Linked DNA regions of Triticum aestivum: region 2 is linked to region 1. The links are chromatin contacts, called in public Hi-C maps. All regions are on one chromosome and are shown on one strand. Each heading gives the region's core, a stretch centred on a gene start, on an enhancer-like site or on the middle of the called end of the contact. The rest is flanking DNA. Distances are from core to core; before and after follow the strand shown.

Region 1 (5,420 bases), core at 1,302-3,801:
ATTGACATGAACAAGTTCAAGTCAACCTGGGGCCTAATGTTGGGGATATGACTATCAGGTATGACCCGCCCAGGAGGGGCTGGGTCATCCCTGTGACGGTTCATCTCAATGAAGCCCAAGAGTATAATACTATTGGCGGTTTATAGGTAGGCTTAGTAGATGGCCTAGACCCGAAGGCGGCTCAAGGCCCACGAATATAAACTGCCATGAATATGTGGACTTGTATTGTAAGGCATGTAAGAAAGGTCACCGAGCCGGACACGTTGTATGAGCCGGCCGGGACTTTGTAGGCCGCAGGGCGTCAACCCGTGTATATAAGGGGACGACCCGGCGGCGGCTTAGGACAAGAGACAACAGATCGAGAGCCAGGTTAAGCGTCTTCGCTCCCTGGTCATCGAAACCCTAGTAATACCACATCAAACTAGATTAGGCCTTTACCTTCACCGAAGGGGCCGAACCAGTATAAACTCCTCGTGTCCTTTGTCCTGATTAACCCCTTTAAGCTAATCTCGTTGCGATGGCTCCACGACTAAGTCCTCACACTAGGACATCTGCCATGACAATTCCACGACATGTTGCTAGAGTGACAGAAGCTTAAACCCTAGTTTATGCATTATTCCGTAAGGGGCTCATTTGGATCCATACGTTTCATGTTATGGTTAGATTTATCTTAATTCTTCTTTCGTAGGTGCGGATTCTTGTAAGAGGGGGTAATCATAAGTGGAGGCTTGTTCAAGTCAGAACAACACGCAAGCACCGGTCCATCCACATATCAAATTATCAAAGTAACGAACACGAATCAAATAAACATGATGAAAGTGACTAGATGAATTCCCATGTGTCCTCAAGAACGCTTTGCTTGCTATAAGAGAAAGTTCTGGCCTGTCCTTTGCTATAAAAAGGATTGGGCTACCTTGCTGCACCTTTGTTACTATTGCTATTTGTTGCTCGTTACAAATTACCCTGCTATTAAACTATCTGTTATCCGTAATTTCAGTTCTTGCAGAAAATACCTTGCTGAAAACCGCTTGCCATTTCCTTCTGCTCCTTGTTGGGCCCGACACTCTTACTTATAGAAAAGACTATGATTGATCCCCTATACTTGTGGGTCACCACTCACCCAATGTCCCCGGCCACATACGTGGTTGGTAGGTGGAGGTTGAGCTCTGGAGTGTCTGACAACGTCGATTGAGCTCGGCGATAGGGAAGGAACAATAGAAAGATATTTTGATGGTGAGTCGTTGACAAAGGAAGCGGGGTACGAAGGAGGTGGGTGGTGAGAAACTTCCAGCCAAGTACCGAAAGTTTTGGAGTGTACTCAATATTTTGAAGGGGGGGTATGAAACTTCCTGCAATTTGACGTTAGTGTTCAGATGGAAAATCTGGTAGAGTTGTTTCTCCGTAGTCCGTGCTCCTATGATCATTATTACAGAGTTTCGTTGAATTTTAATTTTGTCATGCAAGTACTACCTTACTAGTATTCCAAATACACGAACAAAGTGTATGTAGAAAATTTCATTTTTTGCAACGAAGGTGAATATATCTCGAAACAAACCTGGCAATATGGGTCGCACTTGTAAGGCTGGCCCCGGGCAGGGTTTTTTGTCCCGGCACATGATGCGAATAAAAGGGTTGGGCCGGCCTTCGGCCACCGGCCATGGATCAATGTTGATCCCCAAAGCCAAGCCTTATCCTTTTAGTACTGTTATGACTTCTTAGGGTTGTTTTGACCTTTTAATCTAAATATTTGGGCCCTTTTAGTAATATTTTCGTCTTGTTAGAGCTATTTTGGCCTTTTTAGCATGTACTATTTGCAACTTCTAACGCGGGCCAGCCCACAACCATGTCATGTCGGGCCGACCTTTTTAAGTCACGTGCCATGCTGATCTCTTCTGAGCCCAGGCCTTCCAGCCGACACCGTGCAACCCTTTTATAAATGGGCCAACATAGACCATGCCTTATACTTTGCATGGTCTTTGATGCATTTTGACTATTAATACATATCAAAATATTTGAATCGAACATGTATCAATAGTACTCCCTCTGTAAATTAATATAAGAGTGTTTAGATAACTAAAATAGTAATCTAAACGCTCTTATATTTTTACGGAGGGAGTATCATTGTATTTGTCTTTGTAAAACAATTTTATTCCATTTGTCTTTATAACAATTTTATAGACATACACTAAGTGAAAAATATAATCAAAATTATGTGACGAAAATCAGAAAAGTCAACACGTGCCTTATATTTCGGAAAGGAGGGAGTACCTTGGTCCCAAAATTCTTGTGACGAAGGAGTGTGCAGCTTTCGGCCTAACAGTGGAACAGTGAGCTCCACGTGTTTATACTCCGCCTGGCAGGGTTAGACAGCAGTGCAGCTGGTACTAGCAGAAAAGCACCAGCCTAATAAGTAACGAGACCCCGTGGCAGTAACAGTGGTTGCCAGCAGCTTTTACACAAAAGCACCAAACGAAACCTAAACCAAGTTAAAACCCCGAATAAACAAACGAGAGAACGAAAATAAAACGGGCTTTTGCTGTCCCTTTCCTTCTTCTTAAGCAGCGCCTTCCTCCTCCTCCCCTCCCCCTCACCCCCCACACGTACACACATACGCACCGTGCGGGAGCAGAGCACAACAGCGTCACCTCGGACCAGCGAGGGCAGGCGGTAGGGGGAGCTCAAAAGGCAAACAAGACACTCTGCTTTCTCCCCGTTTGAGGTTTGACCTCTCCCCAGCTCCAGAGCCCCGCAAGTCTCCCCCTCCTCCCCTCGCGACGACCGTCGCCGGCAATGGCGGCCGCCTCGGAGGAGGCCATCAAGCAGTTCTCCGTGCTCATGGAGCAGTGTGAGTTACCTCTTGCTCTTCTTTCCATTATTCGTTTCAGAGAAGGGAATGGAATGAAAGCACACCTTTCTCCTCCCTCTCTCCCGGCTATTCCTGTTTCGCTGAGATGCGCCCTTGCTTTCTTTCTTGCTTCCTGCAGTGGAGGAGCCCCTCAAGACCACATTCCAGGTGCCGATCTGCTCCGCCTTCCGCCCTTACTGGATCTCTGTTCTCTCGCTGCTGTCCTGTGCATTCCTGTGCATAATTTCTTGTTTTGGTGCTGTCATCGTTGGACATGCGCCGGCCGCAGCTGAATTGCGTCTAGATTTTGCCTCTGTTTCCGTGTGCTGGTTTCCATTTCTGGTGGATTTTGGGGTTGCTCAAGCCTTTTATTTTGCTCGGTTCGTGGTTAGGCAGATTCGCCGTACTTCTCTGGCTTCGTAGCTTGATAATGTTTGGATCTTGGAAGTTTTCTTCTTCTCCCGAGCTCAGCTGAGGTCTCAATTAGCCTTGTTCTTGGCTCAAATTTTGATCAAATCCGAGATTTTCTTTGCCATGTGACTTTCTCTTAGCTCATTCCTTGCTCCCGTTTGTAAAAAAACATCTTGTCCCACTACTTGTTAGCAGATGATGAAACGTTCTGGATCTTTTACTTTGTGATTTTGAGCTTAATTGTTGTTTTATATCTGTTTCTTGCTTCAAAGCCTCTTGTTATTATCACTTCGGTGTTTTTAGGAATGACACTTTCCTTTTCCCCCACCCATACAGCTGACGTTTGTGTGCCCTTCGTCACCTCGATAGAGATCCGTAGCTAAACTATGCTTTCGGCTATGCCCGATCACTTCCTATTTTATTTTTTATTCGCGTCAGCGGCATAGAGAGATTTTTTTTCCTTCTCATTAGATGTTGGAGGCGCTAGCACTTTCTTTGATCTAGAAAAGCACTAGTACTTTGGTCAGGTCCTAATTGCAATTTCGGCACTCATGCCGTGGTTGGGAAGAAGAAGAAGAAAGAAAGAAAGAAAGAAAAAAGCAACTTTGGTACATCAGCCACAACTGTTTTGTCGGCGCGGCGCCTCCCATGTTCGTTATTTGGAGCTCCAACGCTCTGTTTTTCTTCGTATTCAAGTCGTGCGTGCCGGCTTGCTCGAGTGTTGCTTCCAAGCACGCTTCTAGAGTGACAAAGACCTTGTAAGGTCAAGCACGCCATGAGCCCATGATCACACCGGTAGGAGAGAGCTAGGCTCTGCAGTCTGCGCCGTGTACCACTCCACACGCGAGGACTAAACTAAGCTGAACTTGGGCCACCTGTCCAGGCAGCGTGTGGAGCTCGGCGAGCGCGAGTTAATGGCCGGAGAAGTTGCCGTCGTTTGATCTTGACGCACCTTGTTTTTATGTGTTCTTGTGTGGTCTTGACTGACTGTTCTAGGGGAGAGGTCTGAATCGGCGATTTGGACCTTTACTCGGTCCATGACGAGTCCTTGTCCTGACGAGCATGCTCGCCTTCGTGGACCTCTCGGGTGGAACCGTTTGGATGCGCACCGCGCAAGCACTGATGATGCATCGCAATTCGATAGCTCCACCGAGAAACAACAGTTCCTTTTCTTTCTTATCTCTTCTGCGCGGTGGAATCACGATATCAGTAGCGCCTTTTTCATGATTTTTATACCGTATAGTGTCGCGTTGCCGACCAGTTAGTTTCTGGCACTGTTGCTTGAGATTAAAGCTCTTGGCAGGGGTTAACAAATAGTGCTTAATTACTGTTATGTGTACAGAATGTGCACCAAGGATATCCAAGAGGGACTCTGCTGCGCTTTCTCAAGGCCAGAGAATGGAACGTTCCGAAAGCATATAAAATGGTAAAAGCTTATTATACAGAAAGCTTATACGATGTACTGTTGATGAAGCAGCTTGTTATCTCCAGTATAAAGCATCTGATTGTTTGGTGCAGCTAATGGATTGCTTGAATTGGAGGCTTCAGAATGAGATTGACAGCGTTCTAGCTGTAAGTTCCTTTTACCGTCGACAAAGTCTTGTTTTTTCTAGTTGTACAGCACCGTAGTACTACTATTGTTTCAGCATATGTTATTCCTCTGACCGGCAACCACCATTCTATTTCGATGCAGAAACCAATATTGCCCGCTGATTTGTATAGATCTATTCGTGATACACTGCTTGTTGGATTAACAGGATATTCCAAGCAGGTACAGTAAACAAGCCCAATTATCTTTAAATTTCCATGCTTTTGATGGTACCATTTTATCAGTTCCTGCTGATTCATTTGTTGGATGAGCTGGTTATGAACAAACGTTACATCTCTTGTTATATTTAATACTGGTAATAATATGAGTTCCTTTTGTCGGGCAACTAGTCTGAAGATGTTCACAAACCATTCTTTCCATTTTCAAGAAGTTTGCATCGTCTGTACTAAGTGATGACCTTGCTCTAATTTCTTATGGTTGCCTTTTGCAGGGTCAACCTGTCTATGCATTTGGTGTTGGGCTCAGTACCTTTGACAGAGCATCGGTAGGTGTTAAGTGTTAACTGTCTTGGAATTCATAGTCTTTGGTTTTAAATCCAAAATATTGTAGGGGATT
Region 2 (5,420 bases), core at 912-3,411, 400 kb before region 1:
GGCCTTTAGTAAGACACAAAATATCAAATCCGAGGTTTGATTTACAAGCAAGTCCACTCATCATAAGTCCGTAACCGATGTTATTTTTCGTTGAACATTTTGGATGCTGATTTGACAGTTGAGATATTTGGATGTGCAAGGGTGATCCTAATAAATGGTACACCTTGCATCCATTGCATTTGTCCATGAGCACTAACAGGGAATTCATATCCAATATAAAGAACTCAACAACCGTGTAAGATTTGTTCTTCAGGGGGCTTGCCAATGCTCACTTTCGAGTGCACAGGGAGTAGGATATACATTGCTTTCAACGTGTGAATGGATGGCCGTCAATCAAAGAGGGCGGCTGCTTGGGCATGCAGCAAACACTGCTGAATGAATGCTGGCACAAATAATTCGGGAGTCTAAGCATGCAACTTGTGACCTTGTAAGTTGCAAGTCATGGTTGATTGTGATGCGCTGTTGCTGCACCAGTGACAAAATAATAATTTAATAAATATACTATTTGAGTAACAATATGTTTTATCACCCATCTTTCTCGGCCGTGGATGTTTCCTAGCTAACTACTTTGATATCTTCATCGGATAAAACGATGTTAAGTATTTATGTTTGTAGCTTCGAGTAACTTTACCCCCACAAGAAAAATAGAACTTCGAGTAACTTCTAATACTAGTACATAATCTAACATAATTATTACTATAGTCTATAGTGAGATTGAGCCACCCCTCCCGTGCTAGAATCTTGAAATCGAAAAAGACATGTATAGATATGTATAGATCATATCCTTACATGTACAACTCCTCCATGCTCCCCACTTCAACTCTCGCGCCGTCTCCACCGCTAGAATCTTGGAATCGAAAAAGACATGTATAGATCATATCCTTACATGTACAACTCCTCCATGCTCCCCACTTCAACTCTTGCGCCGCCTCCACGGCGGCTCTGGCAGCAAACCGCCAGCCACACTGTCCCTCCTTCCTCGTTACCGTCGAGTGACATAGCCGAGCAACTCTCGTACAGAGGAGGGCGGTGGCGGTGCCCATCAAGTCTTTTCCTGAAGATTTGAACGGCTCGAGCCCTCGTCTTGGTCACCTTCCTGAGATGTGCTACTTGGCGGCGCAGAATTCGTCGGCAACGCCGACGCGCCTTGCACCGTGGGTGTTGTCATGCGGTCACCTTGCTCTCACTCTTCTGTTTGGTGCGGCTTCGGCCCTCGACGGCGCCGGATTTGTGCGAGGCTGCGCGACACGACTCCTTGGGAGTGTTTGTTACTGCCCTTCGCCCCTCCTCGTGCTCTGGCTTGGCCCTATATCAGGTGGCTTATCTGGCCTGGGTTGGCGGTGGTCGAACTAGTGTGGCTCTTGTGTAGATCTGGCGTGGTGGGCTGGGTAGGTCTGTACATGACAGGTGGTCAATGGCGGAGGTCCTCTAGGTGTACCAGCCGGTCTCAGGTGTGGGATGTTGAGGCTGTCAGCTGAAGTCTGACTCGACTTTGGTCGATGTCAATGACGGTGATGCCCTTGGGTGCCGCTGCTTTCCTAAATGCATCCTGGAGGTCTATTTTCGTGGTCCCTCCCATTTTGCTCCAGAGCAAACCCTCAATTCAAGTCTTTTAGGATGACACTCAATGTCGCGCTCCCCTCTTGAAGGCATCGTCTTGGAGTGATATTCGATTGGGGAGGGGGGCTCTTTGTGGTGGTGCTGATTGCTCCACTCGTTCTAATGTTGGTGTTGTCTCGGTGAAACGAAATTACGGGAACACTGTCTTTGCTCTTTTCCTTTTAGAGGGGTATGTAACTGTTTTATGCCACTTTTCAATTTACATGTATTGCTCAAGCATACGATTAGACCGTCAATTGAGTTGTCAGGGAGGAAAATGCTGTTTCACCGACAATATTCGTTCGGTGGAAGGAGACATTTTCGTCGGCTACACGATGACTTTGTTAATTTTAACATCATGTGACGGCTCAGTATCTTAGAGGTGCTTACGGAAGATATAATGTGCAGATGTGTTTTTATAGTGGGTGAGTGTACGTGTGTCTCATGAGCATCTTCGAAAGAGTGAAAAAATATTTACGAGGCAGGGAAGTGTAAAAGTGTCAGGATCCAGTAAACGGAAGGGAAAGCTCTGCCACTTTCACTCAAGCCCGGCAAGTGGGCCAGGCACACACTCAATCCGTTCCCTCATTCCATTTTCTTTCCGATTCTCTTCTTCATTTCGTTTTTTCTCCTTATTAGGTTTCTCTCATTGATTTTCATTTCGTCCTCCCCCCTCCGCTGCCAGCCACCTCCCCCGAAGCCGAAGGAAGCGCCCCCCCTCGATCCCCTCCCCAGCCCCGCTGGCGGCGAGCTCCCACGGCGCGACGGCTGACCAGTAAGCAGACTCTACCCTCCCCACTCCCACCCCCCGCCTGACTCCCCCCCGCGAGGAGGGGATCCTCTCAATCTCAGCCAGATCCATCCGGCTAATAATTCGGCAATTATTGGTTCCCGATTCGTCGGTTCCGCTAGACGGCTGACTCGCATCGCTTTCGCTGAATCTAATTCGGGGCGAACCCTTGTGATAGGTCTCGATTTCACCGCTCCGGCCGCTGATTGATCGGTCGACCGTGGTGGCGATGGGAGGAGGGTCATGGCGGCGCCGTTAGGGGCTTCTTGGTTGACTCCCTGTTGCGATGGCGTCCAAGGCCGTTGCTGAGATAGTCGATGACAAGCAATGCAGTAAAAGCGCCACCGAGTCCTCTGAGGCCGCGCCTTCTCGGAGGCAGTCTGAGGAGCAAATCGGGGGAGCAAGCAAATCGGGGCCTGCCTCACCGAGAGCAGTCCCGCCTGGTGATGTGGCTACGTCCAGCGGAGTGAAAGAACAAGATAAAGACTGCAGTTCTGTTGATGGCTCTGTGAAACTGGACGAAGATGAAGACCCCGAGAAGAGCTCCCTGCGTGGGAGCGTCAAGGATAGCTCGGTTTCTGCCAAGTTCAGCGACGGAGCAAGCAGCCTGACAAAGGCGAGCGGCAGCACCAAGGTCAGCGGCCACGCCGATTTGGTCCAGAGCGGGAAGAGCAGCGTTTACCGGGCCAGCGCTGGCAGTGATGTCAGTGATGATAGCACCTGTAGCAGTATATGCAGCAGCGCTAGCAAGCCTCACAAGTCCAATGATTCAAGGTGGGAGGCGATTCAGGTGATCCGGACCAAAGAAGGTTCGCTAGGATTGAGTCACTTCAGGCTGCTTAAGAGGCTTGGCTGTGGTGACATTGGCAGTGTTTACTTATCAGAGCTTAGTGGCACGAAATGCTACTTTGCTATGAAGATCATGGACAAGGCATCTCTAGCTGGCCGCAAAAAGCTTCTCAGGGCCCAGACTGAAAGGGAGATATTGCAGTGCTTAGACCATCCTTTTCTTCCGACTTTGTACACCCACTTTGAGACTGATAAATTCTCATGCTTGGTGATGGAGTTTTGCCCTGGAGGAGACCTGCATACCCTAAGGCAGAAGCAGCCTGGGAAGTATTTCCCCGAACAAGCTGCCAAGTAAGAGTCTTCTTTCTCTTTGTCTATTTATTTATTTATTTTACTGATAGATATGCAAATGTTATCACACTCATGATCGACCAATCCTTTTCTGTTCTTATAAATCATCCAGTTGTGGACTAATACATCTGGTTCAGTACTATAAATTGAAGCTCTTTTAATTTTCAAGATGTAGTGACAAATTATATCTTTTATCTTATTGTTCAATTGTTAAAGAAATGCTTTTCAATTTCATGGAACGTATGCCCCCCTTGTATTTTATTAGGTTTAACAGTATTGTGTATTTTTGGTTTGGCCTCTATGGTTAACAACTATCTTTAAATTTCTTTTCCTGGGGAACTTTTCTGTTACTGTCAGCAAGGAATGTTGGAAATTTGAATTGCTGCTGTTGCTGGATTCATTTTGGATTTAGGAGAACATAATTTCAGAGTGATTTCATATACTCCCTCCATTACCTTATACAAGGCCACTTTATTTTCCATGTCAAACTTTGACTTATAATTTTAGCCAACAAAATATGGATTATATGCCACCAAAATATATCATTGGAAAGTTCTTTGGAATGTGCATCCAATGAAATACTTTTTGTGGCATATAACTCATTTTTTGTTGGTAAAATTAATGGTCAAAGTTAGACATAAAAATGCGAAGTGGCCTTGTATAAGGGAATGGAGGGAGTATGTAAAATCTCAGGGATCACAAAATCTGTAGTCACATATTATTTGTCGTTGGTAGTAGGCTTGTTAGCACTAGAAGTGGCAGTAATGCTCCAAATTATCTGGAGCGCCTCTAATGGACGAGCTTCTGTAAATGCCACTTATTTTACTTGAGGTACTTAGACTCCTGGGATCTTACCTCTTAAATACAACATTGATTACTGTGTAGTGATTTCTCCTTTATCAGCTCCTATCCTGTGCTTGCGTTATCTGAGTAGTCAACCAAACTACGATTAACACTAGGCTTTTGTCTTCTGAAGTGGGTATATTTGCTCTCGAACATTACAAGTTGTAACACTAAAGTAAATGCTTTGTAGCTACCTCTCTCATTGATCTGGAATCCCTAATCTATATAAATAATCTGACCACACATCCATGTCCAATACTCCCTACGTTCCTATGAGTTAGGCGTAAATTTCTCAGCGCCCACCCCAAGGAGAGCCCACAGTCAAAATTAGCTTCCCAACTTACCCCTGGAAAATTACTCTCTTGTGGGTTCGGGAACGATTCTTTGGACACGAGGAGCGAGGTAACAGTGGAGCCAATCTTGAAAGGAGCTGTAACTGCATGCAATTAATGTAGCCGTAATCTAAGGGATCTGTTCAGCAATAGTAGTGATTAAATGAGGGTATTATAGGCTAGGAATTTGTTGGCAAAAATATGTACACCTTGTTCTCAGGAACTGATGGAGTATGTGGTAACATAGGCCTTAAGGTACATATAATGTGATAAGGTAATGTGATATAGATTTTCTTTGTTTATGGCAATGTACTTGAAGTCTTGAAATGAAACGTTCTTCAGTTGGGTGCTTTGTTCATGAGAGACTAGTGTTTTCTGTACTGTGGAATATACTTTTTGTTTCTTTTATCAGTCTATTTAATGAAGCTTGCTTTGGAGTAGACATAACTGCATATTTTAAATGGTTAAGCCGCATCAACTGTCTTAATAAAGGCATATGAAAAATACCTTCAGCATGTCTGTAACATTTTATATTGTTTGTTTTCATTTTTCCCACATAAAATGTTGCAGCGTAGTAATACCCATTGTATTTTGTACGTTCCTCACTTATGTATATGTGTATCTGATGCCTAATTCAGTTACACTATTCATTTTTCAAGCTACTAGGGTCTAGGGCAACATAGCATGCTCAATTACAAATCTTAATTGTATTTTAG

What was found. Hi-C and Micro-C count contacts between places; a contact is called where the count stands out from the background.
Region 2: a contact with region 1 is called in a Hi-C map of leaf, with 4 times the contacts expected there. The contact joins the promoter of LOC123120897 here to the promoter of LOC123120888 in region 1. A contact is called at or near these places in 3 of 5 Hi-C or Micro-C datasets (all in leaf).

The regions. Positions count from the first base shown.
Region 1 is chr5D:275,919,661-275,925,080 of IWGSC CS RefSeq v2.1, reverse strand. It overlaps LOC123120888 (phosphatidylinositol/phosphatidylcholine transfer protein SFH9), which reads left to right and starts at 2,551. Exons shown (of 11, transcript XM_044540864.1): 1 at 2,551-2,845; 2 at 2,985-3,013; 3 at 4,599-4,682; 4 at 4,775-4,828; 5 at 4,950-5,027; 6 at 5,296-5,349. The coding sequence starts at 2,791.
Region 2 is chr5D:276,324,046-276,329,465 of IWGSC CS RefSeq v2.1, reverse strand. It overlaps LOC123120897 (serine/threonine-protein kinase D6PK), which reads left to right and starts at 2,161. Exons shown (of 3, transcript XM_044540868.1): 1 at 2,161-2,374; 2 at 2,568-3,529. The coding sequence starts at 2,676.